2 separate regions of the Macaca fascicularis genome follow, and region 2 is linked to region 1. The links are chromatin contacts, called in public Hi-C maps. All regions are on one chromosome and are shown on one strand. The core of a region is the stretch at or near the end of the contact, and the rest is flanking DNA. Distances in the headings are between cores, read along the strand shown.

Region 1 (4,921 bases), core at 404-2,903:
CCTCTAATACTAAAGATTAAGTCACAGGCCAGAGGGAACCTAACCTGCTTTGTGGGTTTACAGCTGAAAGTGTTGTGCAGAAGAAAGAGAGACAGAGGGAGAGAGAGAAGAAAGAAGGAAGGAAGGAAGGAAGGAAGGAAGGAAGGAAGGAAGGAAGGAAGGAAGGAAGGAAGGAAGGAAGGAAGGAAGGAAGGAAGGGAAAGAAAGAGAAGAAAGAGAAAGAGAAAGAGAGAGAGAAGAAAGAGAAAGAGAGAGAAGAAAGAAAGAGAAAGACAGAAAGACAGAAAGAAAGAAGAAAGAAAGAAAAAGAGACAAAGAGACAAAGAAAGAAAGAAAGAAAAAAAATTCTTGGCCTAACCCTTGACCGAATGTGAAGTGCATGTCATAGGTGGATGGAATGTCGTTCTCCTCCTTGAAATCATCATTTTTAGCAACAGATTCATAACACAGTCACTTTTCCATAACAGCATCTCCACGTTCTTTTGATCCTTAATAACCATCCCAGGCACCAAAGCAACTGTCAGTTTCTATCATGAGCACTTTCCTGATACCTTAAAAATTTTCAGAGTCTGGGCTCGTAATTTCTCTTTATGTCCCTGTAAACCCCACATCAATCTCTACTTCCCTGCCCTTTCATCCAACTGAGGCTGAGAACTTTCTCCCCAAAGAAAGAAAAGCCAGGCATTCAGAGTCAGATGTGGTGTGGACTGTTTCTGGTTAGATGACTCAGGCCATTTTTGTGGATTTCCCAAGATGCTTTCTGAAATTTTGTTGAAAAATATCTTGTGGGATCTGGTAACAAATTAAACAAAAGACAAACCACCAAGTGCTTGCCTGTTTGAATAGGCCAACCACAAAATACTCTGATTCACGGTGACCTATCACGGGGGAGAAGCAGCTCTGGCTCATCAGTTAAATTCTAACTTCCACAAACCCCAGCTCCCTGGATTCCTTTCTGAGGCTTAATGAAAGATAGAGGGGAGTTGGCTGCCTTTCAAATAATTCTAAGGCTCATGACACCAAGGTACTTTTTAAGGTTTCAGAAAACTTGCCCTCCTCAGCTGACCATGCCAAGATGCACTGGTGGCTTTGGTTTGCATTATTTTGCCATCTTCAGTTTTAAAAGTATTGAGAGACATAGGATGCTTGTTTGTTTTCATTTTGTTTTAATTCCAGGGGGCTAAGTAATCACTTAATACATATTTTCTTTGACAATTAACAAAAGTGATTCATACATTTTGTGGAAGTCTATTTTCTTTCCAACGGCACATGCCCACATTTCTTTGGTGACTTACTCACAGAGCAAAACAATAAGCACCGAATCTGTTTTTCACCAACCAGGATTCCTCGCCAGGCTTTTCCCAGCACACTTCATGCAGATGGAATTTCTGGCTCACTCTTCGTCCTCGCTGTTGTTGTTGTGTTTGTTGAGGTTGTCGTTGGGTGTTTTCCTCTGAACTGAAAAAGGGATATATCTGTGCTCTCCCTGATCTCTCGGGAAGCTGACAAAACAAAGAAGCATACACTTCCAGCACACACAGCCCTGCCCAACCCCGTGGTGTAGTTTGTCCTGCCTGAATACACGAACCACAAAGTGCGTTCATTCACAAACACACAACTTTTTTTCCTGAACAACAGCGCCTCCTGCGACCACTGGGAAGGGTATTCCCCAGCTGCCCGGCAGATGTCCTGCCCTGCCGCATGGGTGTGGAATTTGCAGAGGAACCACCAAGACGCTGTAATTTGCTTGCTCTTGGTAAAGTTGTTTTGTGGTTGTTGCTGTTGATGCTCTTGCTCTTTCTGGAACTGAAATGTTGGCCTTTGGAGAATCCCTGCACTATAAGGAGTACACAGACTTGGGAAAACTCAGCACACCAAGAGAAGGAGTGGAGCTGTGTGTTTTGCCAAAAACCATCTGAAATTTCCTGTTTTCCAAGTCTGGGGTGTAACTTTAACTTTTAGGGTCAGAGTTGCTCTCTCCCTGGGAAGCTGCAACGTTTTATTCCTGACTTCTTTAAGGGCTTGTGAAAGATCTCCAATGTGCTTCTAAAAAACACACAAACGCCTTTTAATCACAGCCTCCGGGAGCTGCATTCATTGGATTTGAAACCAGACGCATTCAACTTGCCTTTAAGTCCTCACCAGCTCGCCCTCAAGGTAAACAAAGAAAACCCAACAAGTGTACAAAGAATTTCATTTTGCCCTTGAAGATAGTAAAACAACTTCAGACACTGAATAGTCTGTGAACAATCAAAAAGTTACACTAACATCGAATATTTAAAATGACTTCAGTCAGTAAGAACCTAAATGTCACAATTTTCACTCTATATAGACTTTATTAATGAATATCAGAGTATATAATGTGTGTATATGTTTATACACATACACTGAATGTTAGAATATATAATATGTGTGTATATATATACACACACACTGAATGTTAGAATATATAATATACACACATATTATATATAATATAATATAATATATTATATATTATATTCTATATTCTATATTCTATATTATATATAATATATAATATAATATAGAATATATAATATACACACATATTATATATTCTAACATTCATTAGTACAGTCTATATCTATTAATGGCATTATATGTATTAAAGATATATTATATATAATGATACTTTTATTGCCAAAAGGCAAAACTGCAAAAAAATAGATGTTTTTACATTTTTAAGAACAAAGTCTAGGCCAGGTGCGGTGGCTCACACCTGTAATCCCAGCACTTTGGGAGGCCGAGGAGGGCGGATCACAATGTCAGGAGATTGAGACCATCCCGGCTAACACAGTGAAATCCTGTCTCTACTGAAAATACAAAAAATTAGCCGAGCGTGGTGGTGGGCGCCTGTAGTCCCAACTACTTGGGAGGCTGAGGCAGGAGAATGGCATGAACCCAGGAGGCGGAGCTTGCAGGGAGCCGATATCAGGCCACTGCATTCCAGCCTGGGTGACAGAATGAGACTCCATCTCAAAAAAAAAAAAAAAAACAAAGAACAAAGTCTAATGGTTCCTAAAAGATGAAAAACTCTATATTGTTAGTTGTTTCTGAATAAAGAAGTACAAGCAGTCAATGAGATAAGATTAGATTCTGTAGAAACTTCCTAAGAAATCATTCTCCAATCTATAATCTCCTTATTCCTTCCTTCAAATCTTAAACCGACTTAATACAGATTTTAGCTGAAATATAGCCGTATACATCACATCATTTACTCTAAAAATTTCCTCCATGAAACTTAAAGTTGAAAATAGAAACACTACCCACGTTCCCTGAAAAATCACCCTATAATTATTCCAGAAAATGTGCAGATGTGTCGTACGTTGTGTAAAGCAGAGGGGAGCTCTGACTACTCAATGACCAGGCTGCCTCTGGCATGTGCCATATGCATGAAAACAGGAAAGAGGCACGTGCTCTGTGACGGTGCCATGGCTGGGGCCTGAGCCGCCCTGTTCCTATCCTGTCTCCTGTGCAGGCTGCTGAGAGTAAGCTGTGAGCAGTGGTTCCAGGCACCCCTGTTTATATTAACTCATGTTCCCGCAGGTGAGCTTTCATTCCTGAAGTTTGTGTAATGCTGAAGTTACAGTTTTACAAGCACCATGGAAAACGGCTTCCTGCTGTAACTTTCAGGAAGAGGAAGAGCCATGTTAAGCCAAACTCTGGGGCCAGTGGCCACATTCTTGCTGCCACAGGAGCCGGGTCCGAGCTGCAGCTTGTCAGAGTCATGTTGCCTTGTGTCCTCACAGCCAGGAAAACGTGTGTCCAGAGGAGATCAGTTTAAGAAATGCTCATCAGGTTGACAGTTAAAAGACGATAATATGAGAGCTTCACCCTGCTGATGAGAGAGACTCAGAGAATGAGAAAAGTACAGCTTTGGTAACTTTTGAACGAGTTCTATACTTGTCATAAACACAGAACAACCCAAGTAAACTCCAGAGTTCAACTGTGACGTGCTCTTCAGGCTGCGCCGGAAAAGGCAGCGCAGCCGAGCTAATCCCAGGCTCTCAGAGAGAAGTGGGGAAGAGTGTTTGTCTTGCCCAGTCAGAATTCAGACACAGGAAGGGGAGTGAGTGATTACCAGGCTTAATATCTTCAATAAAGCTTTTTCTCCAACAAGATGCAGAAATCCTTTTATAACCTGTTTTTTTTTCTTCCTCTAACCACTTAAGTTTCCATGTGTCACCCTTTCCTTCTCGATAAAATTTTGATAATCATTTGTCCAAACAAAGCCCAGAGAGGCGTTGAAAGAAGCACATGAGGTTATGGTTAGGAAAGCACTTTTGAAAATGCTATGCAAACACAATGCTGTCACCGTCCACTTGCGAAACTGTGGACAGGAACAACTGCCTTACACACACCTGCGAAATACCAGACTGATTTAATCTGAATGGAAGGCTTCGTTCCAAAGCTACAGATGACTTCTGATCATTAAACACACGCAGATATACACAGTTAAAAAATAGTTTTTAGAAAAAGGTAAAATTATCATTCTCATACACATATAAATAAATAGGTGTTTAAGAATATATTTAACTCGTAGGATGTGAGGGAATTAAATAGATGTTATAACCTATTCAAAGGAAAAATCAAAACGACACATAAAATATATGCAGGAAAGGAACATTGAGATCAGCTGCAAATAAGCACGAAACTGGAGGGAGAGGTCAATGAAACCACTATCAGCAAGTACAGAATTTGCATATCTGTCCTGTTGCTTCTGTAAGTTGCCTACAATTTACAAAGAATTGCATAGGAATGCAAAATTCATGCACAGGGTTGAATTCTGATAACGCTGAAGGGTGTGCTCTAGATCACGCAGTTTTCTAGAGAAACACAAGACTCCTACACACCCAAGCATATAGACTCTTTAGATTCATAATTGGTCATGTTTTATGGG
Region 2 (4,550 bases), core at 195-2,694, 320 kb before region 1:
AACACTGGCCAAGAACACTGTCAATGCACTCTGCACAATCTTCACAGCCCACATACCACAGGTACAAGACAAACCAGCCTTCTCCACTCCAGACTCACTAAGGTCCCCACCTAGTCTTAAGCCACAGGCTTCTGCCGGACTCTCTAAAATTAAACATACAAAACCCTTTTTTTTTTTTTCCTAGTCCATTCTTTCAAAATGTTTAGTGTCCGTTAAACTCTTATTTTGAAACAAAAACTATAATACAGTTACAATTCAGTTTCCCATTTTGGATTTAAAAATGCTCTGGTTAGCGTTCTCGACATTTTTCTTAAAAATCAACATGACGGTATATTTTCGGAGATAATTTATATGGAAAAACACACACACACTAAATGTCGGCTTCCACCTAATTTAAATTGTTTACACATTCATGGGAAAACGTAGCTGTTAACCTTGGTGAGGGCTGAGATCGCCCTCTACAAGATAAACACGTTTCTCCCAATTCCAAGGGGAGCCTGCGTGCTCCCCTCCCCCACTCTGGTGGACCTGAGGACAGAGGGGAGAGAAGGGACGCAGGAATCGATGGGGACAGAGAGGGGCTCAGGGATGGAGGGGGACAGAGAGGGGAACCCCAAGGTTAGAGAAGAGAGGGGGACCGGGGGATGTAGGGGAACAGAGCGGCGTAGAAGGGGACAGTAGGGGACGGGGCGGCCCCACGCGTAGAAGGGGACAGTTGGGGACCGGGCGGCTCCGGACGTAGAAGGGGACAGTTGGGGACCGGGCGGCCCCGGGCGTAGAAGGGAACAGCTGGGGACGGGGCGGCCTCGGGCACAGAGGGGGACGGGGGAACGGGGCGGCCCCGGGACCTGACGGCCGAGAGAAGCAGGACGGGGCGGCCGCCCGCTGGGTGCGCTGCCGGAACCGGGACTCGCGCGGCGACGGGGCCCGGCTTGGTGACCCGGACGGGCGCGGGGTGGCGGGACCGGGCAGCAGGGAAGGGGGACTGGGACTGGGGACGGGCGACGCGGCCCGCCCGGGCTCTCCCAGCCCCGGATCCCTCAGCCCCGGCCGCAGGCGCAGCACAGCGCTCGGCCGCGCACCTCACAGCGCGGACTCCTCCGGCGCGCCGCCGCCCGCGCCTTATATACCCTGCTAAAAATAGCCTGCGAGGCCACTCTCCAATCAGAACGAGCAGAGTTCGAATTGAACCAATGGTGCGGGCCGTGATGGAGAGTCTCGGTCACGCCAGGCGGGGCCGCTGTGTGTCGCCGCCCGCGATTGGCCGGAGCTGACATCATCGGCGCGCAGCCCCCGGGCCGGGAGCCACGGGATTGGGCCGCGCGCGGGGCGGGCACGGGGCGAGTCACGTGGGGGGAGGGGGAGTGGGGGGAGCCAGGCGGGGGCGGAGGGGGAGGCTGGCAGCGGAGCTTTGAATAGGGAAGTTTTGCAGGGGTTACGTTTGCAGTCAGTCCGGTGTTTGCAAATATTGTGTGGGCTCCGCGCGCTGCGGGCTGCGGGAGGGTCCGGCCGGGCGTCTCTGCGAGCCTGGAGTTTGCATGAAACTTTCACCTGCGCTCCGGGGAGACTTTCGGCTCCGGCTCCCACCGCGCGCCTCGCCGCCCTCGCGACCGCGGGCTCAGTCCGACCCGGCCCGACATGGACGTGCTCCCCATGTGCAGCATCTTCCAGGAGCTCCAGATCGTGCACGAGACCGGCTACTTCTCGGCGCTGCCGTCTCTGGAGGAGTACTGGCAACAGGTAAACGCAGCCGGCCGCGGTTCCCTGCGGGCGCCGGGGCAGGGGGCGCGGGCCGGGGCGGCTGTTTGGGGTTCAGACCCGGTGCTCCCTGCGGTCCGCTGGGCCCGGGCCCCGCGCTGTCACCGGGGGATCGGGCGCAGCGCCCCCTCCGATCGATTCTTCAGCCCGCGAGCAGCGTCCGCCCAGGGAAGCCCCAACTCCCGGCGCAGCCCGGCCAAGCCCCTGGCACGAGTTCGGAGCCTGTCCCTGCTCCAGACGCCACAGCTGGAGCTTGTCATGGGGACCAACTTGCTCTGCCTGCCAAAGTTTTTGTTTTTTGTTTTTTGTTTTTTTTAAGATTTTGTTTTTGTTTTGCTTTTTGGTGCTTGTACATAACGGCTTTTTTTAAAATATCACATTTTGCCAGCAGAACGTAGACCAGCTCTCTCATTTATTTTTAATTTTTTTCGTTTTTTAAAACTCTAGACCATTTCCAATGTGTTTTCCCCTCTTTGGAATGCCTAACATTTCCCCTAGATCTGCCTTATTTGTCTTACGTGCTTCTCTTGTTGACCAAGAAAAATAAAAATAAACAAAACTGTGTACACTCCAGTGACTTGTCAGTCTTGTGACAATGAGCCCGTCCAAACTGCTTCAAGTCTTAGCTTGGGAAAAAGGACCTCGGTTTCCGACGTTGTCGTAGAACTGGAATTTGGGGGCATTGGAAATTTTAAGAAACTTACCATGTCCCTGTGCTTATCGGTAGCATCGCCCGAGGGGAGAGAGACTGACACTCGTCCCATTGTCTCTCCAGCGATCGCAGGAGGGTTTACTGTTGTCTCCCTGCCCTGCTGTGCTGTTTGTTTTTCGTCACAAAGTGAATTGCCAGATCAAATAGAGGCTGTGGGTTTCCAAGCCTCGAAAGCTTTAAGGAGGATGAAATGCAGGGTGTTGCAACCTTCACACGCCTGCTTAATTGTTCACAATCCTCGCCTGCCTTTTTCCCCCTCCCCCTCTTGTTTTTTTTCTCCTCAAAGAAGCTGCTCCCTGGGACGTGATTGAAATTGATCTAAGTAGTTTCCTTCGGGCATTTGGGATTTGGGCAAACGGCCAGACCTGGCTCCTGGTCGCCTTCGGAGGCTTTTAAACTCTCCCAGAGCTTCGTTCAGGTCCCGGGTGCTCATCAGCGTAATGGAGATTTTAAATTAGCCGGATTATTAAAGTTTAACAAGATCTCCATAAATGTGCTTTTCTTTTTTCTTTGGAAAATCAATTAGATATATCGCTGCTGCCCCTCTTCAGAACGCTGTAGTGTGCATTGTAACTCAGACGCCTAGTTTCGGGGGAAAGGGGAAACCATGATTTTCCCGTGTGCTTGCTCACACTGGCTGTGTGCGAGCCTGGGGAGGGGGAGGGATTGCCTGTGGCAGGAGAGAGGCACACAGCTAAGTCAGCCTGAGCCCCCGGGGTGGGCTGTGCTCAGTATAGTCCCTGCCCGGAAAAATGATGTGCTCACCAGAGCAGAGTGGTGTAGAAACTGAAATTTGTAGAATTGCCAGTAGTATAGACAACCTTATATGGACATGCAGGCAACTGATCCTCGTGAAAATCAGGGCAGACATAATTTAATCCTAAAATGTTTCCTACCATTTTTCTTTTCCAGTGGCTAGAAAGTTTGAAATGGTGGGGAGAGGGGATGCTGATCTCGGCAGTTGTAGCTTCTTGAAAGGTTGGTTGCGGGGCTGGGGAAGGGGCGCTGTCCATGCCACACTGCATGTCCATTTGAACTGGGTCCTTATTGGGCTGCTGATCAGAATTTCAAAAGGAAGTCTCCTTTGGCATTGCGTGAAAGAAATCAGAGTGATGACTCATGCAGTTGTACTCTTGGCCAGTAGATAAAGTTCTTGTTCATTGTGGGACTCCCAGCAGGGCCGTGGAGTAATTTCCCCTTGCATCCTTCACAATAGCAGATGGCCATGCTGGAATTATTTCTGCACTCCTGTTGTTGAAGTTCCTTGTTTTTCTCTGACCACTGTAGAAGTAATTAAAGTTCTGTGTCATGCAAGGGCCTGCACTTGGGAACGGCATTCTGTGAAAACATAGGCGGTCTGGGTTGCACGGGAAATGGGTGGTTTTTCTGCAGCTCCATTCGATGCCCCTGAATACAGACAGCTGCTGTCTCCTCTCCCCCGAGTGTGGCCCTGCGTTGTCAGACGTGTCCCCAAGGGGGTCCCTCAGAACACGCTGTGTGCCGTGCAGTCTTTTTTGTCCTGTTGTGTGGGTATCTGTGGGGTGTGAAGGGTGAATGGCTGGGGCTTTCCTTAAAACACATGGTTCTTGACAATGTCAGATAATCTGGTTGAACCTGTTGGGGGGGTATGTGTGTGGGGCCGGTTCTCTTCCTGTGGTTTCATGAGAAACATCAACACTGGTAACTACAACAAAAAAAAACCGGCTTAGTAATCATCACTCATTGTGGCCGTTGACCCAACATTGGGAAAGCCAGGAGAGGTTTCGCCCTCTGACTTTTCCTCTGAATTCTTACCATTCTAGAAACAGATTTCCTCTAACTTCCGTAAGGACATGGATGCTTAATTATGAAAGGTTTTGCCCCTGTAGTGATCGGGCAGCAATGTATCTGTCCTTCATTCTTGCATGTTTTTGGAAATTGCTTTTGCTTTTACTTTTGGTTGCCATAGCAATCACGTGCCTTCTCTGGTTCATTTTGCACAGACCTGCCTGGAGCTGGAACGTTACCTCCAGAGTGAGCCCTGCTATGTTTCAGCCTCAGAAATCAAATTTGACAGCCAGGAAGATCTGTGGACCAAAAT

What was found. Hi-C and Micro-C count contacts between places; a contact is called where the count stands out from the background.
Region 2: a contact with region 1 is called in a Hi-C map of liver, with 3 times the contacts expected there. The contact joins the promoter of KLF6 here to the enhancer-like site in region 1. A contact is called at or near these places in 2 of 2 Hi-C or Micro-C datasets (liver and skeletal muscle).

What each region holds. Positions count from the first base shown.
Region 1 is chr9:4,363,648-4,368,568 of T2T-MFA8v1.1, reverse strand. All of the region lies in intron 2 of LOC107130786 (a long non-coding RNA gene), which reads right to left. Among named protein-coding and RNA genes, the nearest start is that of KLF6, 320 kb to the left of the region's middle. Within about 2 kb of position 1,653, at least 3 of the 6 cell types and tissues checked have an H3K27ac peak or open chromatin away from gene starts, as enhancers often do. A contact at or near this core is called in liver, where this site is marked.
Region 2 is chr9:4,687,239-4,691,788 of T2T-MFA8v1.1, reverse strand. KLF6 (KLF transcription factor 6) reads left to right here and starts at 1,444. Exons shown (of 3, transcript XM_045399476.2): 1 at 1,444-1,740; 2 at 4,453-4,550. The coding sequence starts at 1,639. It overlaps LOC107130746 (a long non-coding RNA gene), which reads right to left and starts at 1,099. Exons shown (of 5, transcript XR_012417381.1): 1 at 849-1,099.